Regions from separate parts of the Rattus norvegicus genome. Here region 2 is linked to region 1. The links are chromatin contacts, called in public Hi-C maps. All regions are on one chromosome and are shown on one strand. Each heading gives the region's core, a stretch centred on a gene start, on an enhancer-like site or on the middle of the called end of the contact. The rest is flanking DNA. Distances are from core to core; before and after follow the strand shown.

Region 1 (3,885 bases), core at 397-2,896:
TTCTGTTTAAAAGGGAGAGCAGACTCATGTAAAAACTTGCTTTTGTTTCAAGAAAGAGTGGGAGGGGAGGTCGGTCTATCTCAAAGGGAGTAGGGGATGGAAGACCTGATTTGTTGCTATAATTTGGTTATATCATGAGGGCGGTGAAGCAAATACTCCCTCTGGGGGTAGGGGAGTGCTCAATTATCTCCTCGCACTGGCTCGTCGTTAGGAAATAAAGACACTGAAAATGGGCTGCAATTACTTCTAAATCTGGAAATATCTTCAAACAGCAGACCACGTGTCTCTGAGATTTTCCTCTGCAAGTTGTTCTGTCAGGGAGCCAGGAATAACTTTGTTTCCATACAGAGCCTAGCTTTCAGAGCTCACGGACAAGCCAATTTAGCATATGGTGTTAGACTACCACGAACCTATTCTCTTCCCAAAAATAGGCTTGAAAAAGATTACTTTGTTGAGTACTTATAAAGGGTCACAAATTATGTAAGGGACACAGCACTCCTGAGAATGCTAATTTGTCCATTTGACAGCTCTACAGAACTTTATACAGCTATTTCTAAATCGTGTATGGGAGTGCCTTGTCCAGCATGGCCGTTCTGTGACTCTGTGTAGTGAGATGATAGATGTGTACGTGTTATCAAAGCAAACGAATACAACAATTGTAAATTGTGGCGAATGATATAAGCCAGGAAGTTTAGAGGACGTCAGGATGGTCTCTTTCAAGAGGTAGTATCTAAGCTGGTACAAGAGACACAGAAATAGTCAGGAAACGTAATATGAAGTAGTGCCTTCTTGGCTTGGTGGGTAATGAAGTAAAGGTCCTTTGCCTACATGGGTCCTGAGGTCCTGTTTTAAAGGAGTCTGAAGAATAAGCATGTAGCTCTATTAGAGACACCAAGCAAGCTTTCCCATCCTTCTTCCAAGACAGGGTTCCCCGTGTAGTCCTGTCCGTCCTAGAACTCACTCTGTAGATCACACACTGGCCTTGAACTCACAGATCCACCTGCCTCTGCCCCCACAAGTGCTTGGATTAAAGGTATGCATCACCACCACCCACGGAAGCATAACTTCTTGCTTCAATATCTCTTGGATCTATTCATAAATGCAAGAGCTGGGGAGATGGTGTGGTGATTAGGAGCTGGGCATGGATTCAACTCCCAGCATTCACATGGCTGCTCGAACCCTCTGTAAATCCAGTTCCAGGGGATCTGACGTCTCTTTTGGTCCCTGTGGGTACTGGACATGCATTTGGTGCATAGACATGCATTTTGTTCAGGCAAAATACCCACACACGTGAGATAAAAATTTTAAAAAGAAAGACTTTTATATTAGGGTTTCTCGGGGAAATAGAACCAAGCAGAGAGAGGGCTGGATGAGTAGGAGAATCAATAGACGGATGTAGACACAGCCATGGTAAACAAGAGGGATTTATTACAAGAATTAGCTCGTACACTGTGGAGATGAAGTGCGAAAGACGGTCACCCCAGGAAGCCGATGGAATGGGTTGACTCAGGTCCAAAGGCCCGAAACAAGGAAGCTGGGGAAATAAAACTTGGAGTTCAAACGCAAAGGTCGAAGGCCTGAGAATCCAAAGGGACTGCTGGTGTGGTCAGCAGGGGCTGGAGTTCAAGGCATCCCAGACTCACAGGGCAGAGCAAACTGACCTTTCCTCTGCTCCTTTGTTCTGTATGGGTGAGGATGGTTCTTCTTTCCTCACTCCCCGGCTTCACTGATGGTCTCTTCTGGAAACAGCCACACAAATATAATCAGAAATGATCTTTTGCTACCTCTCCAGGTTCAGCAAAGGACCAAGAGGCAAAGGCAGAGAGTGCTAGAGAACACCTAGGCTCCTCCTCTGGTTTCCACACATGCATACATGGGCATGTACCTCCCTACACACATGTGCATACACATGCATACCTCTTGCACACACACACACGCACACACACACACATGCACACACACACACACATACACACGCACACACACATGCTTTTTTATAATTTATTTCCATTAGAAGAAGGTAAGAGAATGTCTAAAGAGTATAAATGGCAGACCAGCCACTGTGTAGCTATTCATTTATTAATAAATAATAATTAATTATTATTATTCATCCCATGCTGGGATGTTTCATTTGTTTGTTTCAAAGGTGAGACCACTATGGCCGGCTGGGCTGGGTTATCTATCCCATGTAACAGGGCTCTGCCAATCTGAAATTCAAATCTCTCCCAATCCTCACCCCGAGGCTTTCCCCTAGAGTTCTAAAAATATTTTCCTCTTTCAGGGGAACCACTAATTGGACAGTGCACACTTACACTCCCTAGTTTCAAAGCATCATGTCCTCTCCAGATCATGCTTTATGAATTATAAATATTTCTGGGGAGGCTGTTTTCCGATTAAAGGAGGAAACCATTTGAGTCTTTTTATCTAAACGTTTACCCACCCCCATGAGATTAATTGCCTAGGACATGCCAACTTCCCTCTTTTCATCAGTTGAAAAAATGTAAAACTGTCTTTTCCCCATTGCTTTGTCAGTAGAAACAGGGGGAAAGGTGATGCTGTAACATTCTTCTTTTAGCTAAATCACTTGGAGGACATGCACCAATTCCTGCCTTTGATTCCTAGATCAGAAATACGACACATGGTGTTATATTTTCATGACGACATGTGATGAAGAATAGCAGGAGTTTCCTCTTTCCTGCTGCGAGTATGTAATTGGATCTTGTGTCACAGGTTTAAAAGAGAAGTGTGTGGAAGAAGGAAGGGCCTAGAAGACATTTAAAGAAAACAATATATCCATATAGATTAGTATCTTGAATTTTACAGTTACAAGAAAGGCATTTTGTTAGCCAATTACCTGAAATACTTATGGGAGTATAATCACATATGGGGTTGGGAGTAGGGGACTGTAGGCTACTACTTAAACTATAGAGCCACAGCACTCCTTGTCTAATATTAAAACAAACCCGAGGGCCACAAATAACAATAACATTTATATTCTGTTTGTAGTGGAGATGGGTGTGAGGACGTGTGTAGAATATCAGCATCTTCAAGCATTTTAGGTATCTGCTAAGTTTGATGTTGTTTGTAGATTACTTTGATTGTTGCTGTGATCAACCAGCAACCGAATTGGGGAGGGGCTCACTTTGGCTTACACTTTGAAGGAGTACAGTCGGTTACTGTGGGGAAGCGGGGAAGCAGAAGTGTCAAGGGGCCGGTGACATCGTGTCTGCAGTCAGGAGGCAGAGAGGACAGGAAGTAAAATCGGACTTAGAAACCTTAAGGCCCTGTGACCTACTTCTTCCATCTAGACCCTCTCTCAAGACTCCGTCCCATCAAGGGAATGAGTGTTCAAATACATGAGCTTCAGGGGGACATTTCACATTCAAGCTACAACAGTTGTTCTATAATTATCATTTTTTAAAGTATCATGCTGTAGCACTTCTGGTCCTATTCAGGAACATACTTCAGAAATATGTTTATATTTAGCTCTTTAGCTCACCCATCATCTATCCCCACCAGCAGATGAGTTAATTGTTGGGAATATTTATCTTCAAATGGGTAGGATTAGCTGAACCACTGAAGTGGAAGGAGAAATGAGCTACGTACAGTAAGAGCCTCTAGTTCTAAACAAACAAACAAACAAACAAACAAATAAATAAAAAATAGTGGCCACAACAAAGGACCTTGTAAACGAGAAGGGAAAGGATTGGTTTTGGTAACTACAACTCCAGATCCAGGCTTTCCAATTTTTAATAAAATACAATAAAACAGGCTCTTTCAGTGAATGGAATGCAAAACCAGAGACCAGGTGTTCTGGCGACTCTCGACTTTATGGACACAATCTGGGGAGACTCTGTGGAGAGATCCCAGACTTCATACAGGCGG
Region 2 (3,885 bases), core at 527-3,026, 210 kb before region 1:
ACCTTTGTTTTGTGGGTCAGTTGTCCAACAGATTGTATACCGATAACATGAGGTTGGAAAGGGTAGAGGAGAGGAACCTTGCAGACAGTCTCCTTATGGTTAGTGACAATGGGAGGCACTCTGTATCCTGGCACTGGGCAGACTCAATGTCTCAGCAACAGCCCAGTGAGTAAGCAGGGATAACTCACTGTGAATGGGGACAGGAGGCTCACCAACTTCAGGGTCTTTCACCTTAAACTTGGAGCCCCCAACACACACACACACACACACACACACACACACACACACACACACACACACGCACACACACACACACACGCACACCACTTCAGCATGGCTTCACGCAGGCATTTACTAAAGTTATGCCAGCCTCAGGGCTCCCACTTCCTCTCCCTACTGTGTCCACCTTCTTAGCTGTTTCCAGGACATTCTTCGGCTTCTCTTTTTCCTTCCTCAGACTTTTTTTTTCTGCTCTCTGACTCCAGAGCCTCAGCAAGGTTGCTGCCTGCCTATTATTCTTTCCAGTAACCCATTAAACTCACCTTGGTGTCTGGTGAAACCTCTCTGGCATCCACCCATTCACCACAGTGCCCTTCACCTGAGAGAGGAAGACCCCTCTGGACAAGCAGAAACCCCTTTACCACCATGGCCCGAGTACCTCCCTTCTCCACGTCCCCAGCCCGCTCTACAGGAGTGTTTCCTTGCCGACAGCAGGGTTTTGCTCTTAAACATTTATTTTTATTGGCTGTATGTCTGTGGAAATGTGTGTCAGTGTGTATGGGTGTCTGCAGAGGTGAGGAGAAGGTGTAAAATGCTGTGTCGCTGGAGTCGTGGGTGGTTGTCCACTGCCTGCTGAGGTGCTGGGACTTGAACTCAGATCCTCTGGAATAGGAGCATGCATTCTAAATGCTGAGCCTCCTCACCAGCCCACATACAGTAGTTTTACAAAAGTTACAGTTTCCAGGAACGTGGAGGAGGGGACAGTGAGGTGATATATGAAGGGCAACTGCAGGGGACACTTTAGGGTCGGGGACTATAGCATACTTCAATGCCTGTGGTTGAGGCTGGGGATGTCGCTCAGTTGTTGGCATGTTTGTATCAAGTTTGTAGAGCGTGACCAAAGCCCTATGTTTGATTGCCTGGGCACAGCAGTACGTACCTGTGATTTTAGCTCTCACGAGGTAAACTCATCAGGAGTTCAAGGCCAGCCTGAGTTACATGAGCTTCTGTTTCAATAAAAATAAAACAAGCAGCTAAAATAGAACCACACATACACGTGTAAGCACACACACATAACACATAGCTGAGACTAGTTATGGAACTGTGACAGGGGTTAAAAACACTTATCTACAGCACAGTGTGCTTAAGGGAAAAGTTAGCATTTGTCAAAGTAGGAGGGGGATTCAGGACCATTGTGACAGAAGAGAAAGAATGAGTTCAATTTTAAATACTACAAAGACACACATAGGGATTTGTAGCCTATGAAGAAAGCCAGAGGGTCAGTAGAGAGAAAAAGGACTAAGGGTAGTCATCCACGAGGAAGGGGAATTCCAGACAAACTCTAGACAAAGTAAATTTATTATTATTTTTTTTATTGCTTATCTGTCTTTGGTCATAGAAGTGTCAGGCACGACCTTTGGATGGGTGAAGACAGGGGGTGTATTTTCTCTCCTACAGGATACATTTTCAACAAATTAAACACAAGCACAGACTAAACAGTCCAAGCAGGGTTCTTGGTAAAGGCTGGCCAGGGTGATCACGTCAAGAGTGGATGGTTCTTGCTAAACTGTGTGCGACTAGGCAGAGATAAAGCCCAATGTTGTCTAACTGTCAGACACACTGTCTAAAGCTTGGTCACAGGGCCGTTACTGTCTACTGTGCTGTTATGTTGCTAAGCTTAGGACAGGTTCACAGCTTTGTCTTATGTTGGTGATTAGGCTGACCCCAATACCCAAGGTTGTGCAAGCAGTCTTCATTGCAAGAAAGCAGCCACTGAGAAAATAGGACAAATCTATTGATCCTATTGATTTAGCAAGGTGGTTTTCAGGAAGTTAGAGATTTTGTTTTTCTCATGCCAATGGGGGGTGCAGGGCAAAACACCTGTTCGACTACTGAGCTATCCTGTAGCCCCAGATCTTTTCGTTTTAACTAACCTTATGTGCCTTTTTGCTCCCTGTGCAATACTAAAAGTCAGTGCACTATTGCATTATAACCTGTGAGCATCTAAGATGTATGCGGTATAATATAAAAAATAATACTTGATGTGGTAACCCAGGAGACAGAGTGGAATCTTTGGAGATTTCTCTCTAGGTGATATAGAAAGCAGACCAGAAACCTTGGAAACAGACTTGGTGGTGTGGGGTTGGAGTTTGGCAGACTTCCTGGTGGGCAGACAGATAGGGAGAGGGGCCATGGCTATGTGATAAAGGTGGCGAGCTTGCAAGATGGCTGGTTTCCTTCTCCCTTTCCTGGTCGGAGATGAAAGCCTGGCAGCTTAAAACAAAGGCCTGTGGCTTTGTCTCCCACCAGCAAGGCCCCCTGCTGATGGGTTGGCTCAACAGGTCCAGAGACGCAGCAGGATGCATTTAGAGACAGTTGTGGGGCCAATCAGCTATCCAGCCTGTCTTTCTTCAAACCGACCAACTTTAAGTTTAGGGGAGAAAGACCCTTCGGAGACTTAGAAAACTCCACCCCTCAGGATGAGGCTGGATTTTGTCTCCCCGAGTTCCACCTCTGCTTTGTGGAGGGTCTTCCTGTGTACCTGCTTATATGCACGTGCATTTCCTCATCCAGAACGAAAGGCCTTTCTTCACCTGCCAATTCTGTCACTCCTGCTTCTTGTGTTTATGAGTTTTCTGCCTCTGCCTGTTGAGCTGGAGACTTTCCCCCCTGCCTTTTAATTCTTCACCTGGCAGAGAAAGCAACTTGATCAAGATCCCTAGATGGTGACAGTATTCCTTAGGTTCCTCAGGTTGGCTTGGAGATCAAACCACAAAGGGGGAGAAGGACCATCTGCACCTATTCACTGCTCAGTTACTATCCCAGTAACTATCTCCACACTAGGACCTTCCTGGATTTTTATCAGGAAAGGAGGAGCATGCAGTCCGCCTTCCCCAGGCCAGGGTTCTGTGTCTACAGTCAATCACCCATAATAGAGACCATTTGGGGTGGGAGTGGGACGAGGAAGCTGCATTTGTACAGAACATGTACAGACATGTACCTTGTATCTCGAGCAATCCAGGGTAAGCTCTGTTAACATGATTTTCTAGTGTGCTAGGTGGTGTGAGTAACATACAGACATATGAAAGTATATGGGGAGATATGTGTGAGTTCGTGTGCAAAGAAATTCCACTTTATAGAAATAGCTTGAGAATTGGTATTTGTGAGGAGTGCAAGAGCCAACACTCCATGGGTAGTGAAAGATGAGGTATTTATCCATATGTGAGCTGGTTCCCCTCAGCTACCTTCCCAAAGCCATGACGTGCATATAGAAAATGAGTTATATTGAAGGGCTTAAAGTGTCTAGACAAGTTTCACTTAATATTTGCCTTCTGGGGTAAGGAGGTAGGTATACTGAGAGAGAAAGAATGAAAGGACAACAGAAAAGGAAATTGATTGTTGGGGCTCAGATATGGGATCCCCAAATATGCTCTCTTGGCACTTGATAAAACTGCAAAGATAAGGTCACTCCGACCTCTCTCTTTTCTCCTGACATAGAATCCTAAAGGAATTTTCTGACCTACTTTGCCTGAAGTTGGTGATAAAACTTTTATTCCAGTGGGAACCCATCCAGGTAGAGAAGAACCTGAGTAAACAGCCGTGTGGTGCCCTCAGCTCAGCTCACCATGAGGTCACAGTCCATTTACATCTAGTCACTCGTCTCTG

What was found. A called contact is a pair of places that touch in the nucleus more often than the background predicts.
Region 2: a Hi-C map of liver shows a contact between it and region 1, with 3 times the contacts expected there. The contact joins two enhancer-like sites. A contact is called at or near these places in 2 of 12 Hi-C or Micro-C datasets (both in liver).

Annotation. Positions count from the first base shown.
Region 1 is chr9:80,878,637-80,882,521 of GRCr8, reverse strand. No RefSeq gene overlaps it. Among named protein-coding and RNA genes, the nearest start is that of Fn1, 170 kb to the right of the region's middle. Within about 2 kb of position 1,646, at least 3 of the 93 cell types and tissues checked have an H3K27ac peak or open chromatin away from gene starts, as enhancers often do. A contact at or near this core is called in liver, where this site is marked.
Region 2 is chr9:81,086,997-81,090,881 of GRCr8, reverse strand. No RefSeq gene overlaps it. Among named protein-coding and RNA genes, the nearest start is that of Mreg, 200 kb to the left of the region's middle. Within about 2 kb of position 1,776, at least 3 of the 93 cell types and tissues checked have an H3K27ac peak or open chromatin away from gene starts, as enhancers often do. A contact at or near this core is called in liver, where this site is marked.